Linked DNA regions of Mus musculus: regions 1 and 2 are each linked to region 3. Evidence: chromatin contacts called from public HiChIP or PLAC-seq and promoter capture Hi-C data. All regions are on one chromosome and are shown on one strand. Each heading gives the region's core, a stretch centred on a gene start, on an enhancer-like site or on the middle of the called end of the contact. The rest is flanking DNA. Distances are from core to core; before and after follow the strand shown. Region 1 holds the start of Tpbg (trophoblast glycoprotein). Region 2 holds the start of 4930554C24Rik (RIKEN cDNA 4930554C24 gene). Region 3 holds the start of Tent5a (terminal nucleotidyltransferase 5A).

What was found. HiChIP or PLAC-seq counts read pairs in DNA pulled down with a chosen protein or histone mark. Capture Hi-C pulls out chosen DNA fragments and counts their contacts.
Region 1: a promoter capture Hi-C map of adipose tissue shows a contact between it and region 3. The contact joins the promoter of Tpbg here to the promoter of Tent5a in region 3. A contact is called at or near these places in 1 of 484 Hi-C or Micro-C datasets (embryonic stem cells), 1 of 115 datasets of contacts at active chromatin or transcription factors (pancreatic cancer cells) and 1 of 9 other capture datasets (adipose tissue).
Region 2: an H3K4me3 HiChIP or PLAC-seq map of bone marrow-derived macrophages shows a contact between it and region 3, with 6 times the contacts expected there. The contact joins the promoter of 4930554C24Rik here to the promoter of Tent5a in region 3. A contact is called at or near these places in 12 of 39 promoter capture datasets (the 3T3-L1 cell line, 3T3-L1-derived adipocytes, the HPC-7 cell line and 7 more), 1 of 15 datasets of contacts at CTCF or cohesin (CD8 T cells), 15 of 484 Hi-C or Micro-C datasets (CD8 T cells, LSK cells, the MNK3 cell line and 9 more), 21 of 115 datasets of contacts at active chromatin or transcription factors (CD8 T cells, Th17 cells, acute myeloid leukemia and 14 more) and 4 of 9 other capture datasets (adipose tissue, embryonic stem cells, liver and 1 more).

Annotation. Positions count from the first base shown.
Region 1 is chr9:85,841,552-85,845,928 of GRCm38.p6, forward strand. It overlaps Tpbg (trophoblast glycoprotein), which reads left to right and starts at 1,301. Exons shown (of 2, transcript NM_001164792.1): 1 at 1,301-1,404; 2 at 2,100-4,377. The coding sequence starts at 2,429. The coding sequence ends at 3,709. It overlaps LOC115487186 (a long non-coding RNA gene), which reads right to left and starts at 2,129. Exons shown (of 2, transcript XR_003948199.1): 1 at 2,047-2,129; 2 at 1-1,664.
Region 2 is chr9:84,771,842-84,776,306 of GRCm38.p6, forward strand. It overlaps 4930554C24Rik (RIKEN cDNA 4930554C24 gene), which reads left to right and starts at 2,557. Exons shown (of 5, transcript NR_040739.1): 1 at 2,557-2,852.
Region 3 is chr9:85,325,288-85,329,955 of GRCm38.p6, forward strand. It overlaps Tent5a (terminal nucleotidyltransferase 5A), which reads right to left and starts at 1,863. Exons shown (of 3, transcript NM_001160379.1): 1 at 1,756-1,863; 2 at 972-1,518. The coding sequence starts at 1,481.

The DNA of each region.
Region 1 (4,377 bases), core at 51-2,550, 520 kb after region 3:
TTAGATAAATGTGCTGAAGATGCAAATTAATGAAACTGTCTTTTTGCACAAATCTCTGCAGTCTCCAGGCTCTGCAGCTTTTTTTCCTGGGCCATTTTGGCTGGTGTTTCTGTGGACTATCTTTCCACAGAAAGAAACAGCCATAGACTCAGAATTGGACCGCCACAGTCATGATGCATGTTGTGGGGAACAATCCCCGGCTTCCTTAACTTGATACTTTTATTATACTGGGTCTTCTTTTTCCCAGCCTTATCTCTCCTATCGTTTCTCTCTCTAAAATGAAATAGTCTGTAATCACCCACACCTTTTAACTTGGGGAAAATTTGACTGAGGAAAAGCAGATAAGACTTTTTGAGAGAGCAATGAGAGGGCGTTCGGGACTCCAACTCTCTCCAGACTTAATGACATTGGTCCTATAAGCATTCCAGTCGTTTCCCTAATCCATCATCCGGCGCCTGCCAGCGCCCCCTGGGAGACAGACTTTGGGACAAACTTCTTTCCCAGGTCAGCCCGCCCACCTCCCGCCGCGAGCGCTCCCTGCGTAAGTGACTTGTGCTGACACAACGCACCGCATCTGGTGTAGGGAGCTTTCCGGGTGACTCACGTCTTTGCAATTTGCTTTTGTTTCTGGGGTGTTTTAGCTGCAATTTTCTTCCCTCTGGTTTTAATTTTGAGAGGAGGGGGGAAAAAACCACCCATAATGAATCAAGAATGAGTGTCCTTTCCAGTAACCCTCCCCCACTTTAAAGTTGACTGTCTTTACAAGTTTGATAACTACCCTAGACGTGCGGGGGCGGCACAGGTAGGAAGGCATTAACTAACTACCTCATAAACTGAAGTTGCCAGCCAAACCGAGCCACGAGAGAGGAGACTTTCTGAATCTCCCTCACAACCCAGGCGTTTGCCGCGGCGGATGTAACCTGTGCAGCTCCTTCTTCTACTGCTGCTTTGCTCACGCTTAAATCCCTCTCCTCACTGCCAGCGGTGCCAGAAGCAGCGTGAATTCCAAGAGGTCCACCAGCGGTTTTGTTTCTGTCCGAGGTAAATACGCTATGCAAAATACGGAACCACCAAAGGATGCCGGGGAGGGGGAACAGAAGGGGAATCCCTCACCTTCTCGGGATGCGTTGCTCATTTATCTCCGCCTAGGGGAGTCGCCCAGCCTAGGTTGCCCCTCGTATCCCTCCCTGAAGCCCCTACCTGGGGCAGCAGAGGTGGCCAGCGCGGCGGCGATCTCTCCTGCAGCCCTGGCCCTCCCCCGCCCCCCGGCTTGGTTTTTCCCAGCCGTGGAGGTTGGGCCAGGGGCTGGGGTTGAGAGGAGAGTCGGCGCCCGCAGCAGGAGCTGGGAAGGCGCGTGGACTCGGGTGGCCCTCGGAGTTGGCTTTGCAGGCGCGGGGTGCGGAGGTGAGCAGTGGGGACCGAGCGGCCAGGTTTGGAGCCTGGAGGCGGGACCAGGGTTCCTTTCTATACTAGGGCGTGAAGAGAGCCGGGGGGGGGGGGGTCCTGGCTGCCACACCGCCCACGGTCCCACGGCCGCTTTGTTGGCGGGTTCCCTCCGTTTTTCTGGAGATGTCTGGATCCTCTCGGGATCGGGGAGCTGGGTGGCCAGGAACTGGGGAGTCGAGAGTAGGCGACAGCTGTACGGCTCTGCTCCCCTTTTCACACTAATCCAAGGAGGTACCAAAAAAAAAAAAAAGCTCTTAAGAGTCCCGTAACCCGAAACTTCGCTCTCATCCCAAGGTGGGAGGGGGAGGAGCGGCGGGGGCGGGGACCCCGGAAGGCAGGTGGTCGGCCGGGGCGGTAGGAGCTGGGATCCGGAAAAAGGAGAAGTTTGCTCGCTGGACACCGCGGGGTCTGCGTGAAGTTCTAGGCGGGAGGAGGGCAATCCGGGCAGGAGCCAGGCGGGAGGTGGCCCGGGTCCTGATGGTGTGGGCCCGGAAGAGGTAGGCTTAGCGCCTGGGAGTGGGGACCGCGTCCCACTAGGGAGGAAGGACGCACACAGAAGCTTGGGCCGGGTTGCTAGTGTGGGGACTACTTGGTTCGTACTCGGGGAGCTGCGGCCGTCACTCCTCCTCACGCTTCTCTCCCGCTTGTCCCAGGTCGCTCATCCGATCCTGCCCTGAGAGAGGCGCCAACAAAGGAGTTGAGGAGGTGCCACCCACCCCAGCTGCGGCGGGAGGAGGAGCGCCAAGGCCCGTGTCCCGACCCGCCGTGCGTACTCACTGGAGGGAAGGGCGGGGTGCCGCTCCGGGAGGGGGACGCCCGGTGGCTCGGGGTTAGCCAAGTTCCAGCTTTTGGCGTCCCCTCCTCTGCTCCCACGCGAGGAAAGTTTGCCGTCGACGCTTGCGGCCGGCTCGCGCCCGCCGGGCCCAGGCGGTCGAGTCTTCGGAGCGGGCGCTGTCCCAGCTCCGGGGAACCGCGAGCCGCGATGCCTGGGGCGGGCTCCCGGGGCCCCTCCGCCGGGGACGGACGGCTGAGGTTGGCAAGGCTGGCGCTAGTGCTGCTGGGTTGGGTCTCCGCGTCGGCCCCCAGCTCTTCGGTACCCTCGTCTTCCACCTCCCCGGCAGCCTTCCTGGCCTCGGGGTCTGCGCAGCCTCCGCCAGCCGAGAGATGCCCCGCGGCGTGCGAGTGCTCCGAGGCGGCGCGCACGGTTAAGTGCGTGAACCGCAACCTGCTGGAGGTGCCGGCGGATCTACCGCCTTACGTGCGCAACCTTTTCCTTACCGGCAACCAGATGACCGTGCTCCCGGCGGGCGCCTTCGCCCGCCAGCCGCCGCTCGCCGACCTGGAGGCGCTCAACCTCAGCGGCAACCACCTGAAGGAAGTGTGTGCAGGTGCCTTCGAGCATCTGCCGGGTCTGCGCCGGCTTGACCTCAGCCACAACCCTCTCACCAACCTCAGCGCCTTCGCCTTTGCGGGCAGCAACGCCAGCGTCTCGGCCCCCAGCCCCCTGGAGGAGCTGATCCTGAATCACATCGTGCCCCCTGAGGATCAGAGGCAGAACGGGAGCTTCGAGGGTATGGTGGCCTTCGAAGGCATGGTGGCAGCAGCTCTGCGCTCAGGCCTTGCACTCCGAGGTCTTACACGCCTGGAGCTAGCCAGCAATCACTTTCTTTTCCTGCCTCGGGACTTACTAGCCCAACTGCCGAGTCTCAGATACCTGGACCTCAGGAACAATTCCCTGGTGAGCCTGACCTACGCATCCTTCCGCAACCTGACACACCTCGAAAGCCTCCACTTGGAGGACAATGCCCTCAAGGTCCTTCACAACTCCACCTTGGCTGAGTGGCACGGCCTGGCTCATGTCAAGGTGTTCCTGGACAACAATCCCTGGGTTTGCGACTGCTACATGGCTGACATGGTGGCTTGGCTTAAAGAGACAGAGGTGGTGCCAGATAAAGCCAGGCTTACCTGCGCATTCCCGGAGAAAATGAGGAATCGTGGCCTCTTAGACCTCAACAGCTCTGACCTGGACTGTGACGCTGTCCTTCCCCAATCCCTGCAGACTTCCTATGTCTTCCTAGGTATTGTTTTAGCTCTGATAGGCGCTATTTTCCTCCTCGTTTTGTATTTGAACCGTAAAGGCATAAAAAAGTGGATGCATAACATCAGAGATGCCTGCAGGGATCACATGGAAGGGTATCATTACAGATACGAAATCAATGCGGACCCCAGATTAACAAATCTTAGTTCCAACTCGGATGTCTGAGAAACCGGACCCGTCAAGGAGGACTCTGCATGAGGTGTAGACTTAAGGGTTTTTTTTTCCCCTTTACTAGGCTTGCTCCACTTCCACACTTCACCGTAGACACTATTGACTTTGATCCTTGTTATGTAAAATCCCGGTGTGTTCTGTTAATGTAAGGACATGAACAACTGCACATGTTTATTTTCCCTATTCCTTTCGGTACTCCTCGATGCCTGCGGAGGGATTGTTTTTTTTTTTTTTTCCTCTCTCTCAAGTCGCAGCATGGACTTGGATTAGTTCAGTTCAAGGTGTAGCACAGATAACATTCAACGGAAGCTGCCTCAGTTTTTTTTTTTTTTTGAGAAAAGTACTTTATTCATAAATATGAGTTTCATCCTCACCTACCTAAATGATGGAGGAAATATTGCATCCCCAAACTGCCTGCAGACCGTAGCAAGCTCTTACATAGAACTTTGTAGTGCATAAGAGCACCTGCATCCAAGAGCATGCGTACATTTTACTGTTCTGCATATTAAAAAGAAAAAGTTGCAACTTCAGATAACTTCTTTGACAAACTAAATTACTTTTTGATTGCAGTTTATAGGAAACTGACCTGAGATTTTTCGGTGTTTTTTTTTTTTTTTTTTTGTTTGTTTTGGTTTTTTGTTTTGTTTTGTTTTTTAAATAAA
Region 2 (4,465 bases), core at 1,307-3,806, 550 kb before region 3:
CTGATATTTCTTTTTATTTGTTGATGTTTGCTAAATGATATAGGTTAAGCTTTATACTAGCCAGTGTGCTAGAGTTACTAGAGAAGAGTGTGTAGCTTGTCCTGGTATTAGCATTATTATTCATGATAAGCTATGTTGTGGCACACCGTTCTTTTATTTTTGCTTCTTTTATGTCTGATTATCAGTTGCTGAAAGAGAGGTTCTGACTTCTTCAACTATAATTTTATATCTATTACTCCTTTTTTTTGTTACACCAAAAAAATGCATGTTAAATTAACCTTCATAAGAAGGTGTCAAATTCCTAAATACAAGCTCATTGTATCTATAGATATCTCTTGATAGCCATAGGTATAAAAATGCAATTAAATTACAAAACTATCAAAGCATGCGATGTAAAAGAGAAAGAGAATAGAATTGGAGGAAGCCAGGGAATCCCTACCAACAAGATGAAAGAATATATTGAAATATCTTTAGCTAGTCCATCCATATTAAGGTATACTTAATACCAAAAGGCGATTTGTCAAAAAGTACAAATAAGTATACAGTTAATTTAACATGCATTTTCTGATCACACAACTCTGCCATTTATATAGAATACACTCAAATCCACAGAAGTATAAGATCATGAAGAAAGAATAACTTGTCTGTAGACTTGTCTGTCTTCCACTTCAAATATGGTCTTAGACTGTGGAAAATTGGGAACAATGAACCATTTCCACAGGTGTTTCCAGTTTTAGACTGTTTTCACAGAGAATAATCTTAGATCAAGTCTGACATTTGGTTTAGTGAAAATTATATCTTCGGAAAAAAAGGTAAAGTATTTTAATAGTAATGTCCATATATCCACCACCTAGGTTCTGTTATTATATTTTATTTTTCTTAGCTCATATTATTTATTTCTTAATACATCTTTAGAGAGATTTTAAGCAGGACTAAGTTAAAAACATGAGAAACCTTAAGGCTCAAGATGTTTAAGAGGGAATAAAAATGACCAGTTTTCTAGTAATGACAATTAGAACTTTTCTCCGTTTCAGAGACATAATTAAGAAACACCTCACATTTTGTATTTTATATTTATGTCATTAAATAATGACAATATTTTGGGACTAGGAACACTGTGGAATGGGTAAAAGTGACTTACTCAGACCCTCAGAATCTATAAATGCCAGGTGTGGCATCAGGTGCCTGAAATCCTAGCACTGTGGAGGCAAAATAAGATATTTATATTAATATCAATATTTACATCTATATCGACCTATATCATCTATATCATCGATGTCATCCATAGCTATCTCTCTTTAAAAACCAACTGACTTCAATTTCCCTGCTGCTATTTGTACAAGAGTTTTTGGGTCATCTACTGGGGCTTGTTCAAACTACCAGGTGTCATGTCCCCCACCCAAATTGACTCTCCTTCACCCAGTAGCTCGGGGATGAGGCATCCATGATGCCATTCATGATGGAATGTTGACTGGCTTAATCTTATGCTTATCCTGGACAGGCAACCACAGCTGCTGAGAGCTCATGAGTACAGCAGGCTGACTGTGGGCCTCCCCAGATTTTGGCGTTTATGAGTTTTTTGTCCTCTATTTCTCTATGTCCCCTAATCCTTGGGGTGAAGGGATGTGGCATAGCCATCTCACCTGTAGCTGGGCAGTCCACAGACACCTTCGGTTTTGTACTTCCTCAGCTGTGAGCGTCTGTATTAACTGTTACACAAAGACGCCTCCCTGATGAAGCCCTAGAGCTGAACTCGTTTATGGGGACAGAGATACAAACTCTGAGGTCAGGTTGATATTATCTCCACTTAGCAAAATAATACTAGTAGATGGGGCATATAGATTACCCTTGCACACACTCTTATCCAGATTTAAAAAACCAAAATAAGTTTTCTCTTGTAGAGCAGATCTTAAATCCTCTATAATATTTATTTTCACACGTAGGCATCTTATAAGGCCAGTCCTTACTATAGCTCCCAGAGTCCACAGCTTGGTAAGTAGACTGTTAGTACCCCATTGATTCAATATCCCCTCCATCATTCCTGAGATATTGTTTCCTGCATTTTTTTTAAACTGTGGATTTTTTCAGTGCATATAAATCAAATTGTATGATATGTGTTATTTTATGATTGTGTTTCATTATATCATGTTATCATTACATCATATCATGTTGAATATTTTTGCAAGGCTGTCATTGTACACTATATTGGATTACAAAGCAAATTCAGTGGCTTCAGAATGGAGTGATTATAGCCTGGATCCAAATACACTAAGAATCTGCCGGTTCTGGAACAATGACATGTTTTATTGAGTCTTGAGTACAATGTGATGGATGTTCTGGTTAGTACTGGGTGAATGAATAAGGAAATGATTGAATGGACAAAATATGTCCTCAAGACCTCCAAGGGCAAGGACAGGTGTTATTGACGCTCTAGGAAGGATGCAGGCACTCTGTATGTCCAAGCTGCACCCAGCCAGAGACAAAAACCGATGACTTCTGTTAGAACCTGAGAATGTTTGGCTTCCGTTTTCTTTTTTAACTGTTGGCTTATCTGTTAAACAGAGCACACTAACTAAAGGGCTCCGGCGTTCAATCTCACCTTCCCCCGGTGCTTTCAATCAGTTTCTACCACTGAAAGATTTAAATTCTGGCCAGTTACTGAGAGGCGGAAAAAAATCTCTCCTGTGAAACAGTGACTGTAAAGTCTGGCTTCCACCCAAGCCACAGGAACTTTAAACAGTCTGCGGGCTCAGCGGCCACAGACAGGTTCAAACTGAGTGGGATGAAAGCTGCTCCCAGGTTTTCAATCTGAGGTCGCAGAAACCCTTCAAGTTTCCCCATCTCTCTCTGAGGTAGTGTATAAGATGCGGGACGGTTTGGTAAAAATATTGTTCAAACGTATTTCACAGGAAATTGAAACAAAGGAAAGTTAGATAAATTGTTCTGAATGTCAGTACTTGTTGAGATGAATGTGCTAACAGTCCCAAATCCGAGCTTGCACTTAATTCAGCTCCGTATTCATTCCGATATCGTAAAGTAAAAAGATACCTGCTCTGCTACTGTGAGTTCCTCAGAGTCTCTGAGCATCATTGCCTTAATGCGAACAGTTGGATTACTTGTTACACCTACGTGGGAAAAAGTCAATCATGGGTATTGACTGAAATACAAGGATCACACAGTGTTAAGAGTCCAGGCGTGTTAGCCTTAGTAAAATGCGATCCTTACAGAAGTCTCCGCAATAAACAAATAAACTAATAAACCAATACCTCACCTGTCACAATGTTTAGCTGGATGCATAAAGTGCTATATATATTACCATGTATTTGGTTGATGATTGTGGGAAATATTGAACCACAGATGAGATTTTTAGCTCCAGCATTAATCTACTCATATCTAAAAATGTTCTGCTCATGTCTAGAGTTAGTATCTAGTGAGGACAAGTGTTGACTGTTTGGAGTTGCCTTTTAGTAATAAAGATTTGTTTTCTCTGGGCACCTAGAGAAAGCCACAGGAAAGGGACGGAAACCACAATCTGACATGTGGGAGGGTGACTCATTCTGATAAACCAAGTGCCCCTTGAGGAGGCTTCACTCTGCATCCTGTCAGAACACTTCTTTACCAAGGCAGAATTGTTTCATTCTTGAAAATGTGTTATTTCCCTACTGCTTTTACTTAGAACTCACAAAGAGACAAAGAGATTAATCAAACTGCCCCCGAGGTTTACTGACACTATCATATTCTGTCTTTCCTAACTTAAAGCTAATGAGATTGCCTATTGCACTATTTGGGGACACCATGACACCATAACTGCAGAAGTTTCAATGTAATGAAGACCATTAAGATGCCACACCTTATGGAGCATCATTATAGCAAATAATTCTTATATTGTTTTTAGATAAGAATTAGGTAGACTTATTCAAACATGACACTTGAGCATATATATATATATATATATATATATATATATATATATATATATATATATACATACATACACACACACACATACACACACACAGACACACACCACACTGGTGGATTAAACAGTTGTAACCATTGCTTAATGCAGTAAAGGTATTATGCACACTGAGTTCGTGCTTTGAACAAACTCACAAATATGTTTTTTCCCCATGAGTTTTATTGAAACTCTTAAATTGAATTGTATTAGTGTCGGTTGTCCAAGTAAAAGAAAAAAAATCATTTCTAAAACTGTAACCAACTTAGTGCATACGTTTATTATATTAACCACCAAAGGATTTGTCTGCTCACTCACTTTGTCTGCTCACTCACTCAGAAGTGGAGGGGTTGGCTGTGGGTAAGGGTATGAGGATTTGAGTTTAGATCTCCAGGCCCCATTTGTAAGAGTGAGGCACATTGCTGTAGGCCTGTAGGCTTAGTACCTCTGAGCAGAGGCAGGTGGTTTTATGAAGTAAATTGATCTTTAAGTTTAACTGAAGTGGATAGC
Region 3 (4,668 bases), core at 613-3,112:
GTGTCTCAGCTGCTTTGCTGAGAATTATTTTGCTCCTTCCTGTTTGTTTTGTTAAGTTTCAGCAAAACACTACCTACGAGCTTAAACGGTCTTCGGAAAACAGGGGAAAAAATACATTTAACGAGTAGTTTTGCCGTCTGGGAAAGAGACTAGAAGTAATAGTTTGAGGCTTTTGGCAGACACAGCAGCATACTAAGACGTTCTATTGTCATGTCTGAGTTCAAATGTTATTTTTTGAAGATGGTCTAATGGGCACAATATTCACCCAGTATCCACAGAGAGACAGACAGTGTCGTGAGTTGGCCTCTCTCAGCCTGGTCTCCAACCACCCCGTTCTCCTCCCCCTTAGGCAATCAATCTTATCAGTCGAGTGTGTCCCTCCAGCGACACTCTACAGTTACAGCCAAAGAGGAACTAAATTGCCTTCAGACAACTTTAATTAATTATACAAAACGCCACCTAAACCGAAGGGGAGGGGCACACTATTACACCCTCGACTCTGTGAATTAACAGGGAAAAGCATCAAATATCTTAAACGCCGAAGTCAGTGGAGTATGGATCGATTCACATTTTCCAATATAATAAAAACCATTGACTCAGTTCTGCTTCAGGCTGCTATTTTTCCCAAAGTCTAGATTACAAGATGACTCAAAAAAATTATTTACATCATTCCATCCTTCCACCAATCACGTTATACTCTGGACAAGAGTCCAGCAAGGAAAGTCAAGAGTTAAACCATAGAGAGAAGGAAGAGAAGGAAACGCAGAGGAGGAAGCACAGAGTTGTGGCGCTGGATCTCCCAGGAAACTAAAACACTCCACACCACTCACGCGCATTAGTGCGCTCGTGAAAAAAAAATAATAAAAAAATAAATAAACGAACTCACTATGGCCATACTGACGGCAGTCAAGGCAAGCTGGGCTTGCTTTCTCCCCACCCCTGCTCTGCCCAAGCCCATCAGGTGGCTTTACCTTGAGAGTGAGCGGTGTGATCTTCTCCTTGTTCACCCCTTCGGGCAAGAAGTCTAACAGGCAATCCAGAACGACGTCCTTCACAGTCTGAAACTCCTCTTCCCCACGCAGGTCAGCGCAGAAGATGAGGTCCAGGTCCTTGTAGCCTAGGCCACTGTCCTGGTGCAGGACGTGACTGGCGGCTGAGCCGTTGAGGCGCACGTCGCGGACACCTATGCCCTTCTCTTCCAGGCGCCTCCTCACCACCTTCACAATCAGGCTTGGCTGCAGCTCGAGCGTGGGGAAGTTGCCGCGCCCGTGGATCGGGATGGTCTCGCTCAGAATGCCGTCCAACCGCTGCACTTGCTCCCAGTTCAGCACATTGCAGTGCGCCGTGGGGCTTTCGCAATAGTCCGAGCAGCGGTCGCCGAAGCTGCTGCCGCCGCCGCCGAAGTCACCACCCAGGGGGATGTAAGGGCCGCCGGTCAGCTCGTCCTCTGCCATGGCAAAGTACCCTTCGCCCTCGGCCATGTAGTGCCCTCCGAAAGCCACTTGGCCTTGGTCAGTCCTAAGAGGAAAGAGTGGATTTAGGGGAGCGGCAGAGAGGTGTGCGGGTGAGGGGACAGGGGTCCCGCCGAGGGGCCTGGGCTTCCCCTCCCCGATCGTGACGCCCATAGTAGCCCTCCTCCCCCAACCCTCACCGACCCCAATGCCCAGCCGCGCGCCGCGCCCCGCAGAGCAGCCCCGCACCAAAAGTATCTCTGATGCATCTGGAAAGCACAAGCGAGAGTCCCGTCTGTGTCACCTGGAGGCGGCCGCCCCTTCTAGGAGCGCAGGCGAGCGAGGAACCGCGAGGCGGACACACTTCGCAGGAGCTGCGAGTGCGCTCCCGGCAGCGGCCCGCGACTTCTCCGCGCCGACCCCCGCCGCGCCCTGAGCGTTCCCGCCCCTTGCCCGCGCCCCGCCCGCGCCCCCGCTGCGGTGGTCTCGGAGGTGGCGGCTCTCGACGCCGCCGATGCCACCGCGCACACTCGCGTCTCTGGAGCTTTAGCAGTTGTGCGGGGGGAAATGTCTTCAGTACTTTTTTTATACCGGGCTTCTCCGCGCTTCCGGGGCCCCAGCGCGCAGCGCTCGCCACACCCTCTCATTTGCATAGAGCACCGCCCCCAGCGCTGGGTGGACAGTCGCCGGAGCTCAGAGCTGCTGGAGCTAGGCCAGGGTGCGCAGCCCCTGGCTATGAGCACAGACAGATGCCTGTGGCTCCTACGTGTAGATTTATCCATTTCTGCACGTCCACACACGCGCGCGCGCACACACACACCCCTAAAGAGGAGACACTTTGCCTCAAATGTGATAGATGGCCATCAAAACCGGATCAGGGTTAAAAATCACGCAACTATAGAAACTTCCCAAGCCTAGCCTTCTGGCCGGGTGGAGCGCGTCATTGCCGCGTAACTGGGTCTCCTGGAGGTTCCCTCAACAGTGTCCGTTTGTGGCTAGACCGCCGATTCCACTCTGGACCCTGGGCCAAGTGTGGTCTCCAGAGGCAACTGGTCACGCACGTCAGTCTCTGTGAGGGAGGGGGAGGGTTTGCTGAGAACTGAGTTTCGATTCTCGAAACCTCGAGAAGTGCTGGTGGGGGGGTGGGGGTGGGGTGGGGAGTCCGGTACCAGCCAGCCAGCCTGAGTGCGCGTCCAGCTGCTGCCCGCGAGCTGGGCAGGCGCGCGTCTCCTATCACACAGCTCCGCGGGCTCGCGGCCAACCCGCGGGGTCTCGGAGCGCAACCCCAGCAGTGCACGAAAAGCGGCCGCCAGGGTGGCGGTCCTTCGGCTCAGACTTGGGAGAAGCGCGTTCCTCGCAGCCTCTAAGGTTCTCAGTTCTTAAGCGGATAAAACGTCAATGATCAAAGTAGGCTCTGGCTTCTTACCGGCCATTAAGGGCAAATTTAAAAGACGAGAAGTTTCTCCCCCTCCAGCTTCAGTCGCCAGTGGAGTGCTTAAGGGTTGGAAAAGGTTATCTCTGCGCTCTGGCACCGCACTGTTTGCTAGAAAGCTCCCTGCTTTCGCTTGTCCACTTCCTCCGCCGCCCCGCTGCTGCCTCCGTTCAAAGTAATGCTTTGCAGTCCTTGATCCAGGTAGAGGCTGTGAGCCGAACGAGGCAGTCAGGGTAGAGAGGAGAGGCCCTGAGATGAACAGCCATTACCCCCATGACCCTAGACAACTTCAGAGAATCAGCCTCTGAATTTAGGGAGCCCTGGTCTAGAAGCCCAACCTGAGTTGAGGGATGGGATGCAGGGGTGTCGCCCACGCAAATCTAGCTGCGTGACAACGCCGCCCCCTGCTGGTGCCCCGTGGAGCTGTGAGTCCACAAAATGGAGAAACTAGAAGCCAGGCTTTCTTAGCATAGGCCGAACCTAGGCCAAATTGGATTGAGCGATGAAAAGGAGACTTGGATCCCAACCTTGTTCTCAAATCCCACTGCTTCCTTTCAGGACATGTCCAACCATGAATGCTACCTAGCAACACATTTTGTATATATGAAATTGTCTGTGTATATGTGCTCGCGTGCCTCTGTGTGTACGACAATCTCACATGAGCTTGCATGTGACAGTCTAGCTATATAGCTCAGACTGACCTAAAAATCAACCTCTTCTGGAGTGATGTGATTACATCTGTGAGCCACCACCTCCACCCTGAGCTCTTCTACACACCTTACAGCCTTCAGGCCAAGAAAGGGGCCATAGGGGGTTGGAAATAAAGGGATTAAGAGGTAATGATCGTGATGGGCTCAGGCCTTGAACACTCGTTTGACTGTGAATGCTCTCGCCCTAAGAGATGTCAGTGGCTTAGTTCTTCCGTCTTGGGGGGGGGGGGACACTGAGGCAAGCACCTGCAGCAAGGGGGACAAGTAAGAGAGGAGAATACTCTTCTTTCTTCCTTTTTTTTTTTTTGGTTTTTGAGACAGGCTTTCTCTGTATATCCCTGGCTGTCCTGGAACTCACTTTGTAGACCAGGATGACCTCGAACTCAGAAATCTGCCTGCCTCTGTCTCCCAAGTGCTGGGATTAAAGGCGTGCGCCACCACCTCCCGGCGAGAATACTCTCAATAAAGCTCAAAGATAGAGTGTTTACGTAGCTCTCTCTGAATTTAACGAGAAAGAGAGAGAGAGACAGAGAGAGAATAAAAAATATTTTCTTGATAAAGTACCAGGAATGATTTTCTTCAAAGGCTGATAATTTTGAGTCTTCTTAAAATAACGTCAAAGTGGCTGGTCATATATTAAATACATTGCCTTTATATAAAAAAAAAAGCAATAGTTCAGCCCCACTCTCATTACTTTGTACAGCGTTTTAAGCTTCCATCAAAAAGCCTGAGGAAAATGAAGCTGGAAAATAGAGTAGCCTGTGAGCAGACTAGCTCCTTACTCACACGTGCGATGTGTCCTAGGAGGCTGAAGACTCAACTGCTTTAGAAAGTTGCCAGGGCGGGGATCCTGACAAGAGGGCCCAGCCAGAGCTTCTACCTTTCCACTTCTTGGGCAGTTGCATCCTATTCTCTAAGTGGGGAGACACCACTCCCCCCCTCAAGAATGGGCTCCCTTCTTTGCACAGCTGCTCCCAAGATCTCTCCCAAGAACAGGAGTCTTGGCTGAGACAGGCCTACTGTGCCATACCACGTGCTAGGGAAAAGAAGAGTCCCAGCCACTGGCCATGGTGGG